4 separate regions of the Mus musculus genome follow, and regions 2, 3 and 4 are each linked to region 1. A link is a contact called in public HiCAR-type and HiChIP or PLAC-seq data. All regions are on one chromosome and are shown on one strand. Each heading gives the region's core, a stretch centred on a gene start, on an enhancer-like site or on the middle of the called end of the contact. The rest is flanking DNA. Distances are from core to core; before and after follow the strand shown.

What was found. HiCAR-type assays count read pairs that join an accessible place to other places. HiChIP or PLAC-seq counts read pairs in DNA pulled down with a chosen protein or histone mark.
Region 2: a contact with region 1 is called in a HiCAR-type map of astrocytes, with 5 times the contacts expected there. The contact joins two enhancer-like sites. A contact is called at or near these places in 7 of 39 promoter capture datasets (3T3-L1-derived adipocytes, embryonic stem cells, frontonasal cranial neural crest and 3 more), 2 of 484 Hi-C or Micro-C datasets (both in cortical neurons) and 1 of 115 datasets of contacts at active chromatin or transcription factors (astrocytes).
Region 3: an H3K27ac HiChIP or PLAC-seq map of stem cell-derived neural progenitor cells shows a contact between it and region 1, with 4 times the contacts expected there. The contact joins two enhancer-like sites. A contact is called at or near these places in 7 of 39 promoter capture datasets (the 3T3-L1 cell line, the C10 cell line, hippocampal neurons and 3 more), 2 of 115 datasets of contacts at active chromatin or transcription factors (astrocytes and stem cell-derived neural progenitor cells) and 1 of 9 other capture datasets (embryonic stem cells).
Region 4: a HiCAR-type map of astrocytes shows a contact between it and region 1, with 3 times the contacts expected there. The contact joins two enhancer-like sites. A contact is called at or near these places in 13 of 39 promoter capture datasets (the 3T3-L1 cell line, 3T3-L1-derived adipocytes, the C10 cell line and 8 more), 1 of 484 Hi-C or Micro-C datasets (neural progenitor cells) and 2 of 115 datasets of contacts at active chromatin or transcription factors (astrocytes and stem cell-derived neural progenitor cells).

The regions. Positions count from the first base shown.
Region 1 is chr4:96,793,759-96,800,174 of GRCm38.p6, reverse strand. Gm34053 (a long non-coding RNA gene) reads right to left here. Exons shown (of 3, transcript XR_376433.3): 3 at 5,276-5,353. Among named protein-coding and RNA genes, the nearest start is that of Gm34053, 9.6 kb to the right of the region's middle. Within about 2 kb of position 2,479, at least 16 of the 459 cell types and tissues checked have an H3K27ac peak or open chromatin away from gene starts, as enhancers often do. A contact at or near this core is called in astrocytes, neural progenitor cells and stem cell-derived neural progenitor cells, where this site is marked.
Region 2 is chr4:97,673,464-97,679,879 of GRCm38.p6, reverse strand. It overlaps a transcript of Nfia not described here. Among named protein-coding and RNA genes, the nearest start is that of E130114P18Rik, 92 kb to the right of the region's middle. Within about 2 kb of position 3,684, at least 36 of the 459 cell types and tissues checked have an H3K27ac peak or open chromatin away from gene starts, as enhancers often do. A contact at or near this core is called in astrocytes, where this site is marked.
Region 3 is chr4:97,464,002-97,470,417 of GRCm38.p6, reverse strand. No RefSeq gene overlaps it. Among named protein-coding and RNA genes, the nearest start is that of Gm40207, 51 kb to the right of the region's middle. Within about 2 kb of position 4,142, at least 47 of the 459 cell types and tissues checked have an H3K27ac peak or open chromatin away from gene starts, as enhancers often do. A contact at or near this core is called in stem cell-derived neural progenitor cells, where this site is marked.
Region 4 is chr4:97,430,696-97,437,111 of GRCm38.p6, reverse strand. No RefSeq gene overlaps it. Among named protein-coding and RNA genes, the nearest start is that of Gm40207, 17 kb to the right of the region's middle. Within about 2 kb of position 4,176, at least 12 of the 459 cell types and tissues checked have an H3K27ac peak or open chromatin away from gene starts, as enhancers often do. A contact at or near this core is called in astrocytes and neural progenitor cells, where this site is marked.

The sequences.
Region 1 (6,416 bases), core at 1,230-3,729:
AACACATGACTAAGGTTTTGAGGAAAGCTTGCTTTGCTGACACCCTTTGCCATGTGATTTTAAGTGTTTATCATCAAGGCTGATTTTATCATCAGGCAATAACTATTTATGAAAGAAAATCCACTGCATAATGATACCCTGTGGAAATAGAAATTGGAGCTTACTTACAAAAATCAAGTAGCAAACGATTTAGCTCTTGGTTTACTCCAGCCTGGGCTGTGCTTTGCATGTGAAATGAGCTCAGTTTTGAATGTGGCAGATTCTTCTTGTTTGGGTCGTGTTTCTAATCGAGGCACATATATTTTCCCTCGATTGCAGGAAAACAAATTGGCAGTGGCATATTGCTTTGATATTTCAACCATTTGCTAGATTTCCACCCCTCCAAAATATCTTAAACGGAAGCATGAAACATGAGTAAGCCAAACCAGAGAGCTCAGTATTTATGAGCCTATTTGAGCCTTATAAAGATTTGATCAGAAAATATGCCTATTGATACACGATAATGTTTTACAACTGCAGTTGTCTTGGTCTATAAAATGTATTACAGTTCTGAAGGGGTTTCTACTTTGTCTGCAGACATTTCTGCTTTACTGCCACCAAGTGGTCTAGATTAGAATTGGCAGCATCGTTGCTGCTGGTTTAAGCAGAGGGTGTTTTGATTTTTAATTGTAAGAAGCAAAACCCTATTCACAAAATCTGGCTATGCAGGTGAGAGGAATTAAGAAGGAGAGCTAAGCCAATGTGAGGACACCAAGTACATTCTCATCCATTATGACTGCTGCTCTTTAAGAAAAGAGTGTTTAAACTGAGATACTCCAGGAACGTGAGCACACAATGAGAATGTGTCTATGTGTAGGATGCAGAATGAAAAATCAAATCCATACCTTGAATTTTGACTTCAAGATTCAAAAACTGAAACAAAAATTTTTGTTTATGCCACATGGTTTGTGGAACATTGCTAGGGCATCCCTGTTAATATAATATAAACAAATGTTAAATGGTACATGAAATGTGTATTTGGAATTAAGCACCTGATATCTTATTAAAGAGTTTGTGATGTGATGTTATCTGAATCTCCAATGCAAAGAGACAAAACTTGGAGGAAAATGAAAACTAAATGCTCCATCTAGGTGTCTATATTCATTCATGGACATATATTAATATTTATATGTAATATATCAAATATTCATACCTATATGTATGCATATGTATACATAAGGAAATATACAAGAATACTTATATGCAGTAATATACACAATGCACTTAGACTGAAGCCAAGTCGAGTTCAAATTTAGGCTCTGCAATGTACCAACAGGATAGCCTAGGTAAGATCCCCATTTTTCCAAGATCACTTGACTTAAGTTTATGATAAAATAGAAAATAATCAATTATGACAGTCAATGAAGCCATATACAATGCATTAAAGGGGCAACAGTTTTTGTCTTTAGCCTATACTTGTTTGTCACATTGTGGAGAAAAACTGTCCCACTCTCATATCCTTTTCTACCCACGGCATAGTCATAGTCCCCCAGCGGGAGAGAGCACTTAATGCTTATAAGGATATGTGGTATGATAAGGATATGTGGCATTGACTGTCCATATAAGAGAATCTACAATCACATTACAGATAAACTGATGGACATTTCTATGAGGGAGTTTCTAGTGTCAGCTATTTGAGATGAGAGGCTAGACATCTGCACTGAATAACAAGGCAAAACACCACTATGACCTGCATTCACATCTCTTTCCAGGCTGCTGATGAAATGGGGCCATCTGCCTCAACTCTTGTGGCCATGACACTATGTGTATCATAGAAGATACTATCCTCAAACTGATAGCCAAAATAAAACCTTTCTTCTTCCCTTAAGTTGCTTCAGTTTGGCTTTTTTTTTTTCACAGTAACATGAAAAGTAATATCCATATTGAACACATATCTGACCTTGTCTGGACGAGGGGACAATGGCACAATCTTAAAGAAAACACCTACCTTTGGTATTTTATTCTGCAAATTCTTGCTTCTCTGAGCTAAGAAGCTGTTCACTAAAACCAAATCTCAAAGAAGTCTGTTCTTTAGACTTGACCATACCCCTGGCATGAACTCAGTTTTAGGAAGATCAGAAATGTGATCTTTATTATTTATTGAGCAGGGACCAAGACATTGGTGGTATTAAAGAGCAAAGTCCAATCACTCAAGTGAATACAGAAATTATCTTAGGGAGTCTGATTGTCCTAGCAAGAATAATAGGGTTGTTAAGTGGGTCTCCTGCCTGGGAGATGCCAAGGGCACTAAGCACCAAAGAAAAAGAAACACTCAGTCACATGTGCTGGGCACACAAATAGAAAAGGTCTGTTATGCAGAAGCTACATGAGTCCCCATAGAAACATTGGCCCTCAGCCAACACAGCAATACTCAGTGAGAGTCCTTTGATCAGTATTTGAAATACTACAACAAATGCTTCACACTTCTGCATGCTAGTTCCTAGGTGCTAGGAATTCTAAATGGCCTGCAGTCCTCTGGACAGTCCATTAAAATGAAGAATGCCAGTACTGTCTTAACGGAAATAAAAAGGACTCACCCAGACAACAGAGACAACTATGCATCTTTATTTCCTTCTTTACCCAGTTTCTGAGGGCTTTCTTAGCAGAACCTTAATGAGAATTGATGCATCTGATAGTAAAGACATTTCATCTTATATATCCCAAAATATCCCACTGTGTATCTGGCTCATTCTCACCAAGATATCACTTCTCTAATTTTGTAGATTTTATTTTTCTCTCTTGAGAATATCAAGAAAAAAATCTTGAGGATAGTACTGTCTTGCCAGTCTCAGATGAGCAGGCTATCAAGGAGAATATTAGTTACCTCTTAAGGATGCTGTTGTCCAAAGAGCTTAAAGTACATCTCTCTTGGGAGATGACCATAGAGCTGCCTTTCTTTTGACCTTCAGAGCATGGAAGCCACACTAGGGTTCATGCCAATGTAGACGATCTCCCATCACTTCTCTGTTGAGTGACAATCACCTGCTGTCTAAGCAAGTGTTTCATGTGTTACTGTATTTCACAGACTCGGACATATTTTCCATAATTACTCCCCAGCAATATATAGAGTAGGGTGCCTGAGACTGAGATTTTAAATAAACAATTTTTTCTTACTTTAGCTTTAGTCCCAGTCATACAAAGCAACTTTGTTCTTTTCCTTCTGCAACTTTTCTCCACCCACGGAGGAAAAAAAATAAACCCTCTTCTGAATTAATACCCTAAGTGTTACATGTCAGTTTAGTTCTGAAGGTATATGTAAATCTCAGGTTATAATCACACTCTAATCGCCTCTTCCACTTCTTCTGAACTAGACAAGGTATATTTTCTTTGCATGTACTAGCAACTGGCAGAATACATGTATATATGTATGTTATGTATGCACATATACATACATACATACACATGTGTGTGTGTGTGTGTGTGTGTTAAATAGGTGAAAAAAGGGAATGAAGAAGGTAGGCATAGAGCATGGGCATAGTTCATGGAACTCTGTTTCAACTGGGCTATGCACACCCCATCTTCTAAGCATGCACTCAATAACCAAACTCCTTTACCTGCCTGCATTCTACACACATACCCCTTTTCTAACAATTCACCTAATAACCTTGTGCCCTACCTCCACTAGGCTATAAGTGCACTCATCTCTGAAAAATATAATAGGCTTTTTGGCTTTTTCTCCCCTACTAAAATTCAAACTTAGACAGTTTCTTCTCCAATATATTCCCAATGCATCCAAAGCCAACCAGCCTGAACTGATTTTAGGTAAATGTATAGTAAGACAAAACTGAGTCTTCATGTGAACTTTTAAGGGGACCCCTGCAGGAGTTTGCTCTGATGCTGCTTGTATATAAATGCTAAATTTTGTACCTTAAGATCTGGTTGCCCCCATTGAGGAGATCCTCAAGCACACCAAGTGATGCTAAGTAACATTGCTCCCCAAATTAAGTGGCGTTAAAGCCTATGATTAGACAATAAAAAGAGGTAGGCAAGTTTTCAGTTACCTGGCTTGGGTTGCAGGTAGAGAAAGGCGAAAGAAGAAAGGACAGAAAGAGAGAGGAGGAAGCTGCCATGATAGGAGATGGACCATGAGCACATGGCCATGAGAAACAGCAACTAACAAGGGACGTATGGTTAGGATGTTAGTTAGAATAGCTCCAAAATCTGTCTGATCTAGGCTTACAGTTTATAAATAAAATACGTGGACTGTGTGTCTTTTATATGGGTAAGCAAGAATTTATAATTCCATTTACAGACACCTCCCATTTACCATCTTATAGCTATGAATAATTGAGTATGCATATGATTATAATCAGGTGCATTATGGGAAGGACATGTACTATATAAAATGATAATCTGACCTCTTCTATCACACAAACTCATACTCTTGAATCTCATAAAAAGGAGTTAAAAATAAAATCAGGATCTTTGAAGATCTTCATTCAGGTGGCCCAACTGTCAATCTTAACAGTGTATATCTGACCTGTATTCTTTCTTTTCTTTTACATAAAATTTTCTTGCTACTTTTGAAAATATGTTTAAGTCCTTATGTCAGTCCTTTAGATTGTGTCAAAAACACAAGCCCCTACTACCACTATCAGAGAGGGAAATAGAGAAGAAGGATGGGAGAGAGAGGAAGGGTTAAGCATGAAGACAAGAAAGTCAAACATGTGTAAAACACTTGGCACACACCAGATTCTCAGTTTTACATAACATGTTATACAACAATGCTATTGTTATCAATGACAATTTAAGAAACTGACACTCAAGCTCACAATGCAGTTAGTTCATAGAATTAGATTCCTAGATCATCTTTTCTGATCCCCTAAGTCCCTCTTTTTTTATTTTCTCCTTTCATTTTGTCTGCCAATTGGTTAAAGCATGTCAACTCTGTTTTATCAACTAGAAAAATCAAAGTATTTTGAGGTAATATAGCGAACTACCAGACAGCAGAGGCTATGTACATATGAATGTGTGTCCACATTGTACACAAGGACTTTATTTTTCTTTTTTTAAATATATTTTTATTACGTATTTTCCTCAATTACATTTCCAATGCTATCCCAAAAGTCCCCCATACCCCCCCCCCACTCTCCTACCCACCCATTCCCACTTTTTGGCCCTGGTGTTCCCCTGTACTGGGGCATATAAGGTTTGCCTGAAGGACTTTATTTTTCAAGCACTGTATTGCCTTGCAGCCTGCTGTGACAGGAAAGCTCATGGTTAGGGATGAATCTTGCAGCTGAATCCAAAGGAGATGTCAACTGTGTATCAGCAAAGCCCACATCACATGCAATGCACACCAATTCACACCCCTCTAGAGATAATAACACGAAGAATAACAGACATAAGTAGGTAACTTTTTTTGATATGTGCTGTGAGTAGATATAAACAGTAAACAGCATTTCCTTTATTTGAAAGTAGTAAATGCAACAGATGGGAAAATCCTATTAAGAGCCTCTTAAAAATCTTGCATATCTATATTCTGTTTGCAAACACAAACTTGTTCAGAACCATAACGAATTGTATACAAGTGAAGTATGTAGACAAGGGAACTCATCATTAAACACTTCTCTCTTTCCAGCTACATGCAAAACTACTTATCAATTTCCCTCTTTTGTCATTAGGGAGGCAAGATTCACTTATTTTAACCACTGTACTGCAAGCAGAAGCAGTGCATATGTTTTTTATAAAACAAAAAATGTTTTCTTAAGTTAGGTAACTCTTCAACATTTTTTTTCTCTTTTTACAGATGTCAAGGAAACATGAGAGAAGATGCTGCATAATCTACTTGGACCAGATATTTGAACCAACACATCAAGGACATTCTGTCCTACAGAAGTGTCTACACATTATGTGAATGAAAACTCGACTTTCATTCACTTTTTCTATTATATTCAGTGTATACATGCATGTGCATTTGTGCGCGAGCGTGTGTGTGTGTGTGTGTGTGTGTGTGTAATTCAGAGGACAACTTCTGGAAACTAGTTCTCTCCTTCACCATATGGTTCCAAGGGATTAAACTAAGTTCATCAGACCGTTATGTGCTGAGTCATCTTGCAGGCTTGACTGTCATTTCTATAAGCACTGAGATGTAGGTAATAAATGTTAGCATATGAGATTTGTTTTGTTTTGAATAACACAATAGATTATTTCACTCATATATGAAATATGCATATGTATCTTCTCTAATTAAAATAAATATATACATCATAATACAATATTCAGAATAGTCAATACCCTTCCCAGTTCTCCAAATGAAAACAGAGTGTTCCTTGACCATATCACACTCTTTTTATTTTGTTATTCCCACGGATTTATTTTCTCTTTTCTTTTTAACTGGCAATTGTTACCTTTTAAAGACAGCTTATATGTTAACT
Region 2 (6,416 bases), core at 2,435-4,934, 880 kb before region 1:
ACAAGGGGTCAGAGGAAAAGTGATGAGGGATTGCACTTTAAGACTTTATGAGCTGTCATAGTAAGCATCATTCAGCAAATGTCACATTAGGAGGTGTGCATCTTAGCAGGCTCTGGGGTGTCAGATGGAGGACCAAGAGGTGTGTCCTGGAAGATGTCAGGAAAAGTTCAGAATGTGAGTTCCCCACAGCGGGCTCTAGGTTCCCTGAGCTCAGGGTGAAATGAGGTACAATGGACATTTGTGAGGAAGGAAAGCTAACGGTAGTGAACATGGTTTCACTAGGCACTTCTTATGAGCCAGAAGCTGGCTTAGGCCTCTAACCCTCACAAAATTCCCAGGTCATTGTGGAAGGAGTTAAGTAAAATACAAAGCATGTAAGTGGTGGGTCTGACTACAAGAGTTACAGTTACATAAATGTCTCATATGTTATAGCGTCTGACCTGTCACACCATTTTCTACCCCTCTACAGACTGTCCGGGTACTTTATTGGCACTGAAGGTGGAGTTGGGTGGAAGCTTTGCAACAGACATCTGTGGTGACAAGATGAGATGTGGCCCCTGAACACCAGAGCAGGGCAGTGGATTCTCCAGCTTGATAAGATCAGGAGGGTGTCTATGCAACCTGCTTTGTGAGAAAATTACTTGGCTTATCAAGAATTCTACAAACTGCTTTTGTAGAAGGCAGCAAAAAAACCTTGACAGTGGACAGAGCCCCTCGAGAGATAGTGTCATCTGGGAAAATAAACTCAGGATGGTCCCTTCAGTTTTCCCAGTCATATATACACTGTTTTCGCTGCACTCGTGGAGTAGGATTTCCAGGAGAGTGTGTAGCATTTCCAGTTTATAAACCAAGAAGGTCAAGACTAAGAAGTTAACGGTCAAGCTTTGTGTTACAAAGTTATTCTGTGCTGAAATGGACTGAGCCATCTGTTTTACTGCTACCTCCATATTCTTGAACTAGTCATAGAAATCAACTGTGTGGACACAAGAGCACAAGGCATAAAGATGAGGTTAGCCAGGACTCTTGTTCACAGTACTAAGGTATGTGTACACAGTACTTATGGGAGTTACTCTGAATGCTTAGAGCAGTCCAATTCGTTCTCGTAAAACCCAAGCGAGGAGGCATGCACTGAGCATTTTCGTGTTCTGCATGAGAAGGAAGAGGGATACAGAACTTATATAGAGCTGGAGTTTGAATATAATCAGGGCCTTAGCACAATAGTGTGCAGTCTATGTGCTCTGGGCAGTAACACCTCTGTGCCGGGGAGAGAAATGAGGTGATAAATAATGAGGGAAACTCTTGCTGCCTTATGTATTTAAAGTGGTCTGACCTTGAGCATGCTAATTAATTTTTCTGCATCAGTTTTTTATCTGTTAAATGGGAGTTTTGATGCCACCTGCTTCATAGTTAAAGGGATGTTGTTGTGAGACTTAATTGGCTGTGTGTTTGCAGGTGTGCTGCTTCAAACAATCCCTCCTCCTACGTTTAGTATGATTTGAGTGTTTGTTATGATCCTATTCTAAGGGGCCAGCATGGGCAAATCTGCAGGTGTGTTGCACACGCAAGTGCTAAGGGTCCTCAGAAGAGAGAGGACTTATTTTCAGTAGGGAGGATTAGGCTGGCGTCAAGTGAGGCCACAAGAAGATGTAAACTGAGACTCAGAGGACAGTGGTGTCACAAATGGAGGCACAAGGAACTTCAGCATCAGTGTAATCTCATGACTTTGTTCCCCAGAGGCGATCTCAGCTCATACGCACAGGCAGTCTCTTCATGTTTGTCCACTTGGGTAAAGGCTTTAACTATAAGCCAAACCTCCTCACTTCTCTGCCTGCTCTCGTCACGACCTGCTTCTCAGCAGTGCCTGCCTGACATCGTTTAAAACCAGCTACAACCAGAGACTATACTTTCTTAAGCCCCTGTTCGTCTGCTCATGGGGCACTCCCTCCAGCCTCGGTGGCTCTTCCCTGCCATCCTTTTGGGAATGATGTAACTGAGCAACACACTTCACAATGATGGCAGTCTCTATAGAGATTAGGGACTTGCCAATCTATAGGCTGCCTCCTATTGACTTGGAGCATGTCGGGGGTCTCACAAAACATTAATCCACACAGAAAGCCTGTGAAGTCAGTTCTGTTATTCTCCTCCACATGTAAATGGTTGGAGCCTGTGTTGGAGCTGTCTTAGATCCAGTAGGTTTGTAAGATGCCATGGTAGAGACAGGATCTCAACAATGCTTTATGAGTTTGCAAAGCCCAGAGACAGGTTATTTGATGTCTGGCAGTACCTGTCTAGACCATAGGCAGGGAAACTAAGAAAAGCTCTATTGGGTCTGTGGCAACAATATCCTGACTGGATAGCGATGTTCATCTTAGAGAGAGACTGGCTTCTGTCACCAATTTCCTCTCTGGAGAGCCAGGATCCATCTTGGTACTATCAGGGGAGGATTCAGTTCCCACAGAGGGGAGCAAGATCATTTTGGTGTGCTTTGGCCATTTATCTGTCATCTGTTTGTCCCTCAACCTTCTCTCCAGCTCTCATACCATCCAGAAATCTTTACTGGGATGTACTCTTTGTAATGGAGCATGATAAGTAGATTCATATGTTGCTTGACCCCAAGGATCTTGTGGGATCTTCCCGAGGAACACTGGGGTGGTACTGGAGTAAGGATGGATGCTGAAATGGTTTCTACAGAGATGGCGACTAAGGGAGATAGTTCAGAGAAACTGAGGCAGATGGCTCTGTCTGCTGCTTCTGTGCCTGCAGATGAGTGTCCTGGCTAGCCAGCTGCCCGCTGGCTCTGTCTGTCTCTTTGTGTGCTAATCAGTGGACCCATAGATGTTCCTCTTCCACAGGCAGCTTTCGACCTAGAGGTTGTGTCACGGTGTTGCCTGCCAATGGAGGTCACTTGGCCTGCTGAGATGCGCTGAGCCTACACACAGGACCTCATCTGCATGGGGAAGGTCAAATGAGGTTGAGCCCACTTCTCTCTCTCTCTCTCTCTCTCTCTCTCTCTCTCTCTCTCTCTCTCTCTCTCTCTCTCAAAGCCTTTTCTGCACAGGAACTGTCTCCTAGGGTGAGGAACAGAACAGCTTTGTGCTCTCCTTTGAGTGCTCACTGCAGGGAAAGCCCAGCCACAAGCTACAAAGTCGTCCAAGTTCAACCCCCAGACACAGTGTGCTGTGCTCAGAAATCACAAGGGAGGTAGGAAGGCTCAGAAGAAAATGCAGACAGGGGACCTTGAGGAGATGGGAGGGCAGTGAGCCGATTTTTCATGTCAGATTTTAAAGATCTTGTCAGAGTCTTCCTGTTTTTACATATAGAATTGGTAAGGTCCGTGTTTCACTCCTGCATTTTCTTTGAAATTTATCTTTGCTTCCCATCTAGCATGTATGTTGGGAAGAGGGACAAGGGTGTGTGTGTGTGTGTGTGTGTGTGTGTGTGTGTGTGTGTGTGTGTGTCAGAGCTGTTCTCTCCTTCTGGGGTTCATCTGCTTTTGAGAGCTGCTTGCTCTTCGCTGGCCACAGAAGAGTACCTGACATTCAGGCTACTGCCTTGAATATAATTGAATTGCTGGGATGTGCTAAACATTGCAGGGCTTTAAGCTGAAGATAATTTAATGATGTGGCCTTTAGGATTGTTAATTAGTACTGTCTGTATGAGCATGTAACAATAACACCACCTACTGTAAAGTGAATGTTCTACACTCAGAACACTCATTTCTTTAGGGCTTCCTGCAGAGACGTGTGCTCATTAACTCCTTTGATGACAAAGGCTTTTCCCCTTTTTGAGGGGTTCTGCAAGCTTTGGATTCTCACGGTCGGTCTCTAATCTCTCATTCTTCTGCGTAAAGCCATGACGCAGCTGGTGTGGGCAGGGGCATAGAGAACGGACACTCAGACCTATGCTAACCGTGACTTGATTGATCCTTCTCTGCTGGGCTGCCGGGACACTGTCGCTCTGGAGAACAGAGAGCAGAGAGGCTTAGGAGACGATGTGGAGAGAGTTAAGAGAGAATGCAGAGAAACTGGAATCCCGCGCTGTGTTAGTGTGAATGCAAACAGTGTGAAGGTACCTTGAAAGTTAAAAGCAGAACTGCCACGGGATCCAACACTTTCGGCCATTTATCCTAGAGGTTTGAAATCAGGATATCAGAGAGATATTAACCCTCCTTAGTTTACTACAGCCATATTCAAAGTGAGGAGGATGCAGAAATATCATGTCCCCCGAAAGACAAGTGGAAAAGAAGAGATTCGTATTCATGCAATGGGATGCTGTTTAGCCTTTAAAAGAAGGCTGTGAACCCTGAAAGCATTATGTTAAGTGAAATATATGTGATAAAGTGAGAAAGATTGCACAGTTCCACTCTTACAATATCTCAACATCAAATTCTTGTAATAAAACAGGAGATTGGTAGTTGCCACAAACAGTCTAGGAACCAAGCAAATGTCCGGTTGACAGTTCAATAGCATCAGTGTTCAGCTCATCAGGTGAGTGAGTTCTAGAGGTCGGCTATTCAACACTGTACCTATGCTCACTATATCTGACAATCCAAATGTGCCAATCTAGGGTAGGTCCCATGTCGAAGGTTCTCAGGGAAGGTGAGTGGGATTGCTCAGTGGTAGAGCACTAGCTCAGCCTGTAGGAGGCACTGGAACATTCACACACACATACATATATGTATGAATGAACATATAATGATATGTACAAATATATACAGAAATGAGCACATCCATGTATTCACATGCAAGATTAGAGAGGGAGAGAGGGGGAGAGAGAGGGGGAGGGAGAGGGGGAGGGAGAGGGGGCAGGGAGAGAGGGAGAGGGGGCAGGGAGAGAGGGAGAGGGAGAAGAGGAGGGGGAGGGGGAGGGGGAGGGAGAGGGAGAGGGAGAGATCTGGCCACTGAAGTCAAGGTGTTACTTGCACTTTCTTACCCCATTGGAGGAAATGGTCCATGAATGGCTGCTCAGTGAGCTCAGAGGTTCAGGTGAATTGTCAGCTTAGAGGAAGCCTCCATGTTAATTTGGGGAAGTGGAAGCTGTAGGTGGGAAGGAAGTGCTCACTCTGTTTTCCCATTTGTTATAACAGGCAAGGGCTCTTCCAACCACATACCCTTCTCTTCACTAACAAGTATATATTTCCAAAGCTGCTTATATTCTTCAGTGAGAAAAATGCCAGCTATATTTAAATACTTGGATATTAGACTATGTCCTGTTCTGTGTTCAGCCAAATCTTCCCATGACCATGCTATAGGCCCTGGTATGGCCCTGAAGATCCTACTGTCAATGCCTCAGCTTCCGCCACCTTCCTCTCTGGGTTTGCTTCTGTCTCACCCTTACAATTTCATCCGGCCTCTAGTCTGGAGACTAGACACCAGACGTAGTTTTGCAGACTGATGGAGAACATTACTGGCTGACTGTGGCCATCCTCTGTCAAAGCCAGAGGAGGCCTTGAAATACTTTTCAGTGCAGAGCCTGTTGATTGAGCTGGAACTGAGAGCCACTCACTATTCCAGTGCCAGCTTCTTGGCCCATTTTTCCCCTAACCTGTCAACTGAGCTTTGTCATGTCCCTGACCTGCCACCTCCCTGCATTTGCACAGCTGTGTCTGCCTGGTGCTGTCTGCTGTCCACGCTTACGCCTTGACCCACTGAGCTTTCTGCATGCCTTGCTTGTGCACCTTTGCTGCAGCCTGCCTCTGGCTCCCTCTTAATTATGTCATTTGCTCTCCCCCACAACAGCCCTCTAGAGCTTCCTGCCTTTACAGCCCCTCCCCTCCTTCCTGTCCTTCCCCAAGGACTGCAGCCTTCCCTCCTGTTTCCCTTTGGTCTCTCCCACCTTACTTCCTGTTCTCACATGTGCCTGAGTGCCCCCATAGCTATCTTTGACTTCTGTCCTTGTCATTATTTTCTCAACTGTTGCACCCCCCTCCCCGCACTTCCCCCGTTCTCCCCTGCAATGATAACTTCTCAACAGTCAGCAAACGTCATTTCCTTGGCAGTGGCTTCCAGAGTGAACTCAGTGCAAGCAGAGTTGTGTTCTCTGCGTATCTTCTACAAGCCCCTTATCCTGTTAATTGATGTTGATCTAGTCTGATTTTTATCCCAGATCATAGCAGTGTCTAGACTGTACATAGGATTAGTTTATTTATTTCACAAATGAACAGGTGTATTGGGAAGTTGAGGTAGGAACTAGATTTTGTTCATCTCCCAGGAGCCATACATCCACTGTCTTCCTGTTAAAGGTCTGGATGTGACTTCTTTCTCCCTATCTGTAATTGTCATTTTCTATCATGGTTTTACTTATCTCCATGTGTCTTGCCATTGCTATCACACTGATGCTTCCTCTGAACAGCTGTCTGCATCCATATCTATGGTTTCTCCAAACACCGAACATCATAAGTCTCACATGTTGCCTTA
Region 3 (6,416 bases), core at 2,893-5,392, 670 kb before region 1:
TCTTGGTGAATTATAACTCTGTAATGAAATCATTTCTATCATAACTTGTATTAATTGTGAGATGAGCTAGTCTCCAGACCATCACAGACCTGACAAGGAATTAATATTACTTGAATATGCAGGAAGTCCAGAGCAAACAGCTTCCATAACTATTGAAATGACAGAGGTTTTTGGCTACCTGGACAGAAACTTTTCTATAAAAATGGAGCATCCACATTCAGCCTTATGGCACAGTATATGGCAGACTTTCTTGTGAAGCAGAAATTCTGAAAGACTTGCCTATGTTGGCATTTCAAGTCTCATCAGTTGACTTCCCTGCATCTTGTTTGTCTAGTTCGGACATTGGACAGTATTCTAGCTACAGTTCAAACAAGGGCATTTACTTGCCCAGGGACTAGCCTGGCACATTTGAAGAAAACTCCATATGGAGGTTACTGGTGCTCAACATATTCATTGAAATGGAATGAAGGTGCTGCCAGAAGCAGACCTGTCTCCTTATCAAAAAAAGATCTTTTAATAATAATACAACTTTAAATGCCATATTCTGTAGATCTCTGAGGTTGTTGAAGACTATCTATCTATCATATATCATATATCAGAATTTTTTTCTAGCTTTTTGCTATCTGTTCAATTAAAAAAAAATATTCCTGCAATAAATTAGACTAGTGTCTAAAATGACCATGAGTTTGATTGACTACTAACTTGCATTTCTTTCTTATCCTAAATAGTTTGTAGTAGCAGACTTCAAATGAACTAGAATTTAATATTGCATTTTAAAGAATTATAGAGGTACAATACCTTAAGCAGACATGATGCATATCTATGTTGTAACCAGTATAACCAAATATAATCTTAATTTTATATCAATATCTAAAATTCTATATTAAAAGATTTTTGGGTTGTTAATATTCTTTGGTGTTAGAGACAATTGAATCTACTATTTTTCTCTTATATCTATATTATTCCTATATCCCCCCAATTTTCTCTTCATCACTTTCCCCATTTTCCCCTAATAATAGATAGGAGAGAAAGAATGCTAGAGGAAAGAAAAAGAGAGAAATCCCTGAGTCTCACCTTTGTATTTGGTTTCCTCTCTGATCTAAGACCATTACAATTTGCTACCACCCCATTAAATGATGACAAACACGTTCCCCTCCTGGTCTCCCCTCTCACAGTTTTTCACTCTATGCCTCCTCCCCTTTGCCTCTGAGAGGGTGCTTCCTCCATCCCCATTCCCTGGGGCATCAAGTTTCTACAGGATTAAGCACATTAGGCAGGGCAGTCCTCTGCTACATATGTGCTGGGGGTTCGTTTTTATACCTTCATTACCAGTTTTGATGTGAGGTTACATATGCATTCTGTTCTCCCATTATTTCTCTGCCTTAAAACTGGAATATTTCCATAAGTTGTATTTGCTTATTTATGATAATGGACGTGAAAAGTAGCTCAGAACTCAACCACTAAAACAGAATGTACTTACCTGGGAGCTGGTTGATCTTTTATTTCTCATAAGTCATTTTAGTTTCTTCATTACAAGTCAGAGCTTCAGGCCAGGGATGGTGTGAGCTTCCCAGAACATTGAATTGTCCAATTTTTTATTAGATATTTTCTTTATTTGCATTTCAAATGCTATCCCAAAAGTTCCCTATAACCTCACCCTGCCCTGCTCCCTTACCCACCCATTCCTACTTCTTGGCCCTGGCGTTCCCCTGTACTGGAGCATATAAATTTTGCAATACTAAGGGGCCTCTCTTCCCAGTGATGGCTGACTAGGGGCCATCTTCTGCTACATATGCAGCTAGAGACACAAGCTCTGGGGGTACTGGTTAGCTCATATTGTTGTTCCACCTATAGGGTTGCAGACCCCTTCAGCTCCTTGGGTGCTTTCTCTAGCTACTCCATTGGGGGCCCTGTGTTCCATCCTATAGATGACTGTGAGCATCCACTTCTGTATTTGCCAGGCACTGGCATAGCCTCATAGACTGGTGATAGGAGCATCAGTCTCTCAGTTGTGGTAATATCTGATTTCTCACTCTTTTTGCTACTTAGCAAAATATAAGAAGATGTTTTTAAGACCATGAGAATATCACTCTACTTACCAAAAAGTTCCTACTGTTTTCAGCATCTAATGGTGAGCTTTATTCCCCTGAACTAACTCCATAGTGACAGTTCTGACAGTTACAAATGGCTATTTGTCCAAATTTAGAATTCCCTCCAGATTTTACCATTTTACATTCAACAAACCAGATTGTCTGTCTATCTATCTATCTATCTATCTATCTATCTATCTATCTATCTATCTATCCATTTGTCTTTCATCTTATATTTATCTGATCTGTCATCTATTCATCACAATAGACCCATGGGTTTCTGTTTTCAAATGTTCTCAAATTCCTCACTGTTTTGTATTAATTGTACATTCATCTGGATGCCTGGTTCATGGAAGATTCTTCAAGTTGGCCCCACATGGTACCTAATCATTTGCTCAGCATCACTTTAATTTTGGGCATACATGGTTTTCTAGGTTTACACTATACATACCTCACCCTTGCTCTGAAATCAGCCATTTATTTTTCTGTGATGTTCTGGTTCTTTTCAGAAAGGAATAGTACTAGAAACCAATGTTGGGCATAAACCATTTGACAGGACCACCTTTGCTCCTGAGACTTATGTGTTAAAATTCAAACTCCATACCAATAACTTTTAACTCTAACCCAACACCATAGAATATTATTTCTTCCATTATACACTTAGACATTTTTTTTCACAGTGAAAATCCCAACTCCCAACAACATCGCAACACTCGCTGCATCACCTTAATGTACCTAAAATAGTTTTAGGATTGTTTTACCCAAGATAAAAAGTAAACTAAAAAGAGGTCAGAATTTATTGTTTCTTTTTGTCTACTCTGCCTAAAATTCTGCATATGACAGCTCTATATTGATACACCTCTATCACATGTCATCTATATGTCTATGTGGTAAAATTCAGTGTTGATTTTATTGGAATCTTTAAAATTTTTCTCCCTTTATTGAGGTTATGAAAGTCACTTTGACCATATTTGGGTGACAATTATATTTAACTTCAAATTTTCTCCTCTGGGTTACATTTCCTTTTCAAAATAATTCAAATGTCAACAGATATCACCATGGCTTCACAGTATGTTTCTGTCCATTTCCCCTTCTTTCCTCATCTCGGATACAGCATCAGCTTAGTTCTCCCTGGCTTTTCCTTTCTTCTTTCTTTTTCTTAACACAGGATGATAAAGTTAGGAGGGAATTGCAAATCTTCCTACCCCTTATTTTATATAAAGGTTTCAAGTTATATTTTCAGTCTGGCATATTGCACTTGCCATGTAACACAGTATCTCTGAAAACACCATACTCTAAAATGCATATTTGCCATGGTTTACTCAATCAACTTCCTTGCTTTGAATGTGTAGTTTCCAATGTTCTACAAGAAAAAAATGTTGCCACTCTAAATATCTTAATGGATATAGTTTCACAGCATTAGAGGTATGTATTCAGTGTAAACTCTCAGGAGTGATATTACCGGCTGGAATATATATAAACATGGTTTAAGTATTTTGTTACAGTATTCTCCACAGGGTTACTGACTGATGTTTTATTTCATTTATTTATTTATTTATTTATTTATTTATTTATTTATTTATTTTTGTCACCAGTAAGAGATTGTCTGTGAAAGCTAACATTTTAGCTTTATTGTTAAGTGATGATAAATGAGAAGGGATCCAAGAGCCATAACACAATGCTAGGCATAGATGTGGATAGAAAAAGACTGCTGAACAAAAATTAATTAATGACAAGCTTTTCACTCACTCTGCCATCAGCCAAACACAGACAGGCAGTGTTTATCAGGGTAAGCATCTCTTAGTAGGCTTCTTAATAAGACACACAGTGCATGGTTAGGAGATAATCATTGTTTAAATGAGTGAAAACCATGACATTGCACTCAGAGTACACAAGCTTGCTGGTAAGTTATTCTAGAGGGCCAATCCTCACCCCTTTTCTTCCCTTTCCTCCTGGATAAACAATTCCCTGTGCAACCGCTCCTGGGTACTGAGCAGTTTGAAGTTTCCAAAGAAGAAAACATGTAAACAGTCATTGCAGTAGGAGATGGGCTACACAGAGGCCCATTGTCTACAGAGACAGTGAGAGCTCTGTGGCCAGCAGGGAGTGTCCTTATGTCTGCCTGGTGTCTTTAGCCTGAGCACAGCCTTTCCTCTCTGGAATGTAATATTCTGCCACGCCCTCGGAGTGGCATTGTGTAGTAACAGGGTCAGGGGTAAAGAGGCACAGATGGGGAAATGATCTCGCACAGGCAACCCAATAAGTCCGAAGCAGTGTGAGAGGAATGGTCAGGACCCAGGCACTGAATGAGTGTATTGTGCAGCTCCAGGGGGCGGTGGCTGAGAGGCACCTTCCTCTTGCAGTTCACCTGCAAGTGAGGAACAAAGCAGCCTTTGAGGTTCTGGGACCTGGCAAATGCTCTGCAGGTGACTGACTGCTTTATTACCCAGAATACCTTGATCATTTTATGTCTGCTGTTTTTTATGAGTTACCACTAGGGCTCATTTTGTCTCAGATGTGTGAGCTGAGAGTGAAAAGGGCAGAATCATCCCATGAAGAGTTGAATTGATGCTGCCAAGAGAGTACTGCTGAGCCTCTTGGTGTGCCATGTACTGATGATGTGAGACCAGTTTGCCCACTAACCTCAGATACAGAACAGGCACTTATAAGGATGGTGATATACCATGGAAAAATCTCTTGAGTTTGGATACCACATGAACTGCTAAAGTTGTTTTTAAATGTTTAAGAAGAAATCAAATATTCTTTAAGAGGAACTAATGAGTACCACCTGCTCTTAACTAATGGGGGTGGGGGTGGGGGGGCTATAGCCAAATTTAATGCATTTAAAGATAATAAAGCAAGCACCCATTCACTCAGTTTTTCAACAATATTTATTGAGTTGTTTTCGTGAGTTAGTGTGATCTAAAAGAATGTTATTGAATTTGTCTCTGGCCATCTTAAAATTTGATTAAAATAGTTCTTTGGATTTTGTGGTGATCCTTTTTCTTCTTCATGCTTCCTCCTCATGGACAATTACTGTGGTGTGTGTGTGTGTGTGTGTGTGTGTGTGTGTGTGTGTGTGTGTGTACATAAACCACACTCTCTTTTTAAAAATATGCCTTAAGTACTACTCTGTTTTGTAGACCATTTATGCAATCCATACGTAATTAAGGTGAAGCCAGGTATGATTTCAGCACAAGCCATATCTGCCTGAAAGTCTAGGCATGTTTTACATATTGAACATTTCAGATTTAAGCTTGATGGAATTTGGTTTGGATGGAATATCGAGGATCCTTCTTTGAAGGAAATCTTGATGTTTTTCTTGAAGGCTCTAGAGATACTCCCAAGAGAAAAACGTGCTCTGGCTGCTATTTTGATTTGCCTTCACATCTGCCCTATACATATTTGAAGGGTACTCTTAGAGAGCAGAGTTGCTATACATATATTTTTTTTAACTTTGAGGTGAAATTATTGCATTTTGTACACACCATATTATGAAGAGTTTACCAGGAATAGAATAGAGAGGATCTTTTCAATTTTCACTTTTAAAATCTTTGGCACATTGAAGACTCTGCTTCACTGGATATAAGACTTGGTGGAGCTGAGAAAGGTCAAAAAGCCATGGAGATGTAGAAATGAAAGTCAACGTGGCCTCCATGTGGTAATGATGTACATCAGGATTTCCCTGTATTTATTTATACATTGCAGTAGAAAGGCTACTATTTGATTCAGAAACAAATTATTCAATCTTTAACTTAAGGAATGAATGTTATTTTGAAGAGATTGTGAGAGTTTCTAATCCTGGGACCTCTGTTGACTGTCTCAAAAAGTTATTACTTATTGATAATAACCTGTGATGTTTTCTGACAACCAATTATGTATAATTTAATAGCTTAATATATCAACAACAAAAATGTAAATGTGTTCAAGACAACAATTAGTAATTGTTCAGAACAAGAAACTCCACTTTATTCCATTGTTCATATTTTTAACACTTTAAAAATCCATTTTTTCCCATATTTTTTTCAGGAAGTGAAATATTTTAATGCAATTTTATTTTATATAAAATAAAAATAAAATTTTCTTAATCTCAGAGGGAGGAGTTAAAACAAAACAAAAGCCAGGGAAACATCATAATTCTAAATTATTGTCACTTTTGCTTGTATGCTTCCATGATGAATTAAGTAATGGGTACTGGTCCATCTTCTTTTTTTTAAATATTTTTTATTACGTATTTTCCTCAATTACATTTCCAATGCTATCCTAAAAGTCCCCCATACCCCCACCCCCCACTTCCCTCCCACCCATTCCCATTTTTTTGGCCCT
Region 4 (6,416 bases), core at 2,927-5,426, 640 kb before region 1:
TCATCTCTAAGATGTCTGTGAGTAATATCTCCAGCATGAGAGATATTGGGAGATGGTGCATATTTCAACAGTCAGATTGTAGTTCTTTGATTTTGTCAGTTAGATAGCTACATGGTGCTAGAGAATTCTTAATAGAGACAACTAATGGTTAGAGTTTCACCTTGTTCATCATCTTCTTCGTCATTAGTCGTAGTGTTGGGTGGATAGCAAGATGAATCTGAGTCTTGACTCTATTATTCATTTCATGGTTGAAGTGAGTACTATTCATTTTGCTTCTATTTGAAACTAATCAGTTTGCTTCTTCTCATATATGCCATGGACATTGTAGTTGAGTAATAATTAAACATATGGTAATTATAAAGGATTGAGGCATACATGCTAGTGTTCAACAAATGCTTTTCTCTTACGTTTTATGAGTATCATGGCTGAGAATTTGGTGTGGTTTTCCAGGTACTCTTAGAAGATGCTACCGTTCTTCATTAACTTGTATTCAATGAACAATGAACAGGATAGATATGAGGTGATTTTTACTTTGTTAGATAAAGGATATATTGTCCTATTTATTTTCTAGTATATTTTGGTGGGCAAGGTTTTATGAAACTTCTATAATAGTAGCGGGGAAAGTTTGTTCTCTTTCTTCTTGGGAAAGAGTAGGGCCTTTCTACTGTGGATTTCTCCTCTACTTAGCAATAGCAGCTATCACCAGGTCACAAGTTCCCTAGCTAAACCTGCTGTTACTGAACTTGTTACAGAGATCTTGATTTTGGTACTTTGTGTTTGGCTCTTATATTAGTGGTTATTCTCCAGCTTATCAACACAGGTATTAAAACTGACTTTGTATGCACATTATTTTTATAGGAGTTCTAGTGCTCTATAGTACAGAAAGGTGATTATAGTTTATAATAGAGTACATTTATAAATAACTAAAACAATTCTTAAAGCCATGACTTTTCGGGTCATATGATTTTTCAGCAAGTTTAAAGTACCAGGCATGGATTCTCGCCTGTGGAATGGGATTCAAATACAACCGGAGAGCAACTGGCTACCTCCCTAAAAACTATATCACTGTTGCCCAAGCATGGACATCTTGATGTGTATGTCAGTACTGTGGTTCATAGGACTTACAGCTGGGTAAAACTGCTGGTTGGCATCTTTTCTTCTTTACAAGCTGGCTTTGCCACTTCCAACACTGTAACCTTGAAGTCTTTATGTATTGCAACCAAAGTGGGTGGTGTCTTTACCAATAAGGTTTTAACACCTAGCTCTTGTGAGCAACAGCCCAGAACCTCCCCAACCAATAACTAATATAAAAATATCAAGTTATTTCGTACCTGGAACTGGGATTTTTGTTCAGAAATTCATAGCTCACAGGAGCATCAATACTCAGTCTTTCAGGGCATCTCTTTTTACATTTATTTTTAATTTATTTTTTATACAGATTCCACATACATTTTATTTTTGTTAACTATGTCTACCACTTTCTCATTTCTCCCACCTTTCACTGTCCTCCCCAATTACAATTTTTTGCCTTTGGTATATCACTTCTCCATTTTCATTTCACTCATATTCTACTGACATACCTCTTAGTGTTTACCCCTCATTGCCTCATTCTAGCTTCCTGGCCTGTGTAGGCATTCCAGGTTAAACACACAAAAAATAGAGATTTAAGGCTAGAATCTACACATGAGAAAGACCATGTGGTATTTGTTTTTCTGGGACTTTGTTAACTTATTCAGCATGATTTTTTCCTAGTTTAATTCATTTTCCTGTGTGTTTTAAACTTCATTATTATTTAGTACAAATAAAACTCCATTGTGTATATGTAAAAGACCTTTATACATCAGTTGTTAGATATTTAGACTGACTCCATTTCATTGCTGTTGTGAATGGAGCAGTCACAAGTATGGTTGTACAATATCTTTGTAGTGCGATATAGAAGTCTTTGGCTACATACCTAAGAATAGTATCATCTGTTAATTCTATTTCTCCTTCTGAGAAATCTTCAGACTAAATTCCATACTTATTACTGCTGTTTAGTTAAATTGACATGACATTAAACTACCTTCTAAGCATCTATGATTATACCACAGAGAAATGTTACTATCACCTTTAATCAGAAAAGACTTTTTGCAGTGAATGCAAAGACCCAAGGTAAAAAAAAGAAATGAAGATTGAATGCTTAGTAATAATTGAGAAATTCATACCATAAATTTTAAGACACGCGGAATAATGTGCAAGAGAGGATGGAAAGAATGTAAGAGATGAAGGATTGAGAGAAGGGCTGCAAAATGTCCCCTTCTATGTATTACACAGTCATTTAAAGATGAAATCACACTAGATGTGATTATTGGCATAGGGCTTACATAAGACTGGAAAAGGAAGTAGTCAACTATGGAAGGAAGGGTCTTACTGGGTTCTACCACTTACTGATGGACTTTTGGCAACCAACTTATTATAGGAGAGGGGGTACCACTTCCTGCTCCTTAAAAGTTTAGCATTTGTGTATAATACATACAAATTTCTCTCTTCTAGTTCTTAATTTAGTTCATTGAAGGAGAGTGGTACCATGTCTTCACTGAATGAGCCTGAGGAAATGAGTAATCTCTCAAATATGCTTTCATTATCCTTAAAATGAAGAAAGTAACCTTTTTTTGACTGGCATTGTGAATTTCCAATGGATAGAAGGTACACAGTCCAATGCCTGGCATAAAGTAACAGTTTACTGTATTTAACTGCTATAAGCAATGATAGAAAGGGCTGCATCTGAATGAGGTGGAGTGCCCACAGCCAGCGAGTATTCTTTTTGCTCCCACTTTTGTTGTGTTCCTGATAGGGATTCCCACCAAACTCCAGTAGAAGTTTCCAAATCCACGATCACTCATATGGCTTTGGTTTATGTCAGAACTCACAATATGAAACAGAAAGACACGAACTGATGAAAGAGATTCAGAAGCAAAAGGTAAAATGGACACAGGTGAGAGAGTAGGAAGTGGGAATTATGTGAATACACTATATATGAAATTGTGAAATGCAAATTTCAGTGAACTAAATTAAGAACTAGAAGAGAGGAATTTGTGTGTATTAAACACAAATGCTAAACATTTGAGGAGCAGGAAGTGGTTCAGTCTCTGATTTATTACTGTACTTGTTCGCATGCACCAGGTTACCACATTTTACCCACAGATAAGAACGGTGACTCTGTTTTAATTACATATCAATGAATAAGGAATAAATCCTCACCTTATTATATTGAAGGTAAAGCATTAAACAGACAATTAGACTAACATAGGACAGGTAAGTAGCACATCAGGCTAGTGAGGCTGAAGGAATTGGTAATTGTAGAAACAAGTCAATGTTGAAGTTAGGGTCCAGGAACTTGGGCTAGGTAGGGGTAAGACTTAAAGAGAAGCCTACTAATGGTAAGTAGAGGGGTCTATGAACTGGAGAAACTATTGAGTGAAAGAAGAGATAAAATGATCATCAAGTCATCATAAGGTGTAGTATTTGTCTGTTTATGTTAAAGGGATAAAAATCTCAGGTAAGATTTAAACCTAAAGGTAATATAAGAAAGGACAAGTGGTATTGGAAAATAACTCCAAAAGTGGCTCTAAGTTCTGAGATGTAAAAGTTTGGGGTGGCTAATTCAGGTGGTTTACTGATGTTATTTAGAACATTCAGACTAGCTATTAAAAACTCAAGTAGCAACTTAAAAAAATGATTCTTGACTCTCTGCTTCCACTCATCTGTTATGTTACTCATTCAATACCTGAGGGGACAACAGAGGCACTATTTATTATGGGTCTCATCATTTCTCAGAGCACTTCTGAGTTTATTTGATAATATTTAATGTTTGAAGTGAAGCTTACATTGCAATGTGTCACAAGTTTAAGCTGAAGAGAGCTCGTGGCATTTAGGGAAATATAGACTTCAACGGGAATCTCACAGTTTCAAGTAACAATGTAAATGGTGCAGCCAAATAAGGAAGGGATAAAAAGAACTCAGTGTCACCTCTGGCTGTTTGGTGGTGGAGGTTGTGTGAGGGTTTGATTTGTCTGGAAGAAAGAAGAGAGGATGCTGTTACAAAGTACTTCTCAGGCATTCTAGAGAGCACTAAAGAATTCAGACACTAAAGACATAGCTGGAACCTGGAGCCTGAGAAACTGCTCACTGTAACACTCTAGAATGAGTTGTATTGAGCAGTTTCAGCTTACCATGTCTCACTGAATGAGCCCGAGGAAATGAGTAATCTCTCAAATATGCTTTCATTATCCTTAAAATGAAGAAAGTAACCTTTTTTTTGACTGGCATTGTGAATTTCCAATGGATAGAAGGTACACAGTCCAGTGCCTGGCACAAAGTAATGGTTTACTGTATTTAACTGCTACAAGCAATGATAGAAAGGGCTGCATCTGAATGAGGTGGAGTGCCCACAGCCAGCGAGTGTTCTTTTTGCTTCTTATGAAGTCTGTTGGGATTCTTTGGGCTCTAAAAATAAAATTAAACAGTCTTTAAATTTTAAGTGGATATAGTAATTATTTGTAGATCAGTTTTCAAGCTTTAACTTTTAGCTGCAAAATCATTTTAAGCTCTGATCTTTCAATTATTCATTTCTACTATATTTTAATAAAAGGAATGTAAATACATAATGAGTATGACCAAATTGCAGGTCCAATGTTTTGTACCAATTAGGTTCTAAAATATTAAAGATGGGTGTATTAAGCAGGCTTTTTAAAGGTTGCAAGAGAGGTTCAACTTCCTCAATTCCTTATTTCTATCCAAGTCTCATTTCCTGTCAGTTACCCATTTGAGCCTTTCTGTGTATTTCAGAACATGAGAGCTAGCTCACAACCATGGAATCATGAATGTTGCATAGGAAATGAGGAACAGTTCTTAGCCTTCAATGAAAACGAGATGTGCCATGAGAACACAATCCTGTCATTCCCTGTGAGTTGTGCCAGTCAGTGACAGTGCTGAGCTATCCTGGCCACTATTTTGATGACCATTGCCATTTACATAGACAGCCAACCTTCAAGTCTCTGTCTCCAGCTATGACTTTGTCTTCTACTTCACATAAACTTGCCCAGTTCTTCATGGGATTGTCTATTACAATACCATAGGAAGCTTGATTAGCAAGTCCCCCCTCCAACCTTTATTATTTCATATAGTCTGTTCTATTTCTAGTACAGAAATAAATGGCATGACTTAAGCTAGTACTCTCGAAGTCATACTTGTTAGTGCAGCTTTAGTGGCTTTGATGGGGAAAAAACTTGTTTATGTGCAATTAGAGCTTGGCCAAATGATTCAACCATTCAAGGTATCATTTTCCTCATTTGTTATGTAGGGTCATGCTAATCCTGGGCTCACAGATTTGGTATGATAAATAGTTTTAAGTGCTTAGAAAATTACTTGTTACATAGGAAAAAACTATATAAATAAAAGAATTGTACACAGCATTCCAAGAAAGCTATTACTTTTATACCTTCCTCTATAAGTCTACTGGCATCCCTTAAATGCTGATTCAACCTCCAGAATATAGTAGATATTTTTATTTTCATCCTGGCTCAACCCTTGTTCCTTCCTGTCTCCAGTCTCTACGGCAACCAGAATGACATTTACTGAATTCAGATTGGTCATATTAGCTCCTGATCACAAGCCTTCATTGTGTTGGCCAAGCTAATTTGGTTTTCCATGGTCTGGCTCCTGTCTGCATCTCTAGCTGCTTTGCATCCTTCTCATCTCTATGTTCTAAGAAATTCAAATTAAGTCTGAACCGTTAAGCCTGTCTCTATTTGCTCTCTTCCTGCTGATGAAATGCCATATTGTCTCTATTTTTTTTTTTTCAGGGCTGGTATAAGCATCATGCTGGCATGCTGTAAAATCTTTGCTACTTCTAGAAGAAGAGTCACCTGCTTTGTGCTCAGCCTATGTGGATGGTCATTGAGCAACATTATTCTTTACCACATATGCTGATGATGCGTCTGTCTGTCTGTCCACTTAAAGATCTGAGGACATGTTCACATGTATTTCAATTTTCATTTGATAAAGAGTCTCAGGATATAGCCAAACTATTCAGGAATTCACTAGCCTCCTTCTTCAGCATCATAGTCTTGGGAATCTAGGAGTATGCACACATTTAACTTTAAATGAAAGATTTGGTTATATTTCTCTGTTTTTACCACTGTCAGATACAGACTAGAAGCTCAACCAGTAGGAACTGAATGAATGAAGAACTAGTAAACTGAAGGTATTTTATTGATCATCTAATCCAAGTCAGTGATACAGATAGGGTCGTAGAAGCTCAGAGGTGTTCATTCACTGGCCTGGGTCACTCAATCATGTAAGGTCAAAATCTAAACAAACTTTTTTGTTCAGTGTCCCCAGGGCCCTTTGGAATCAACTGTAAAACTAAATTCCTG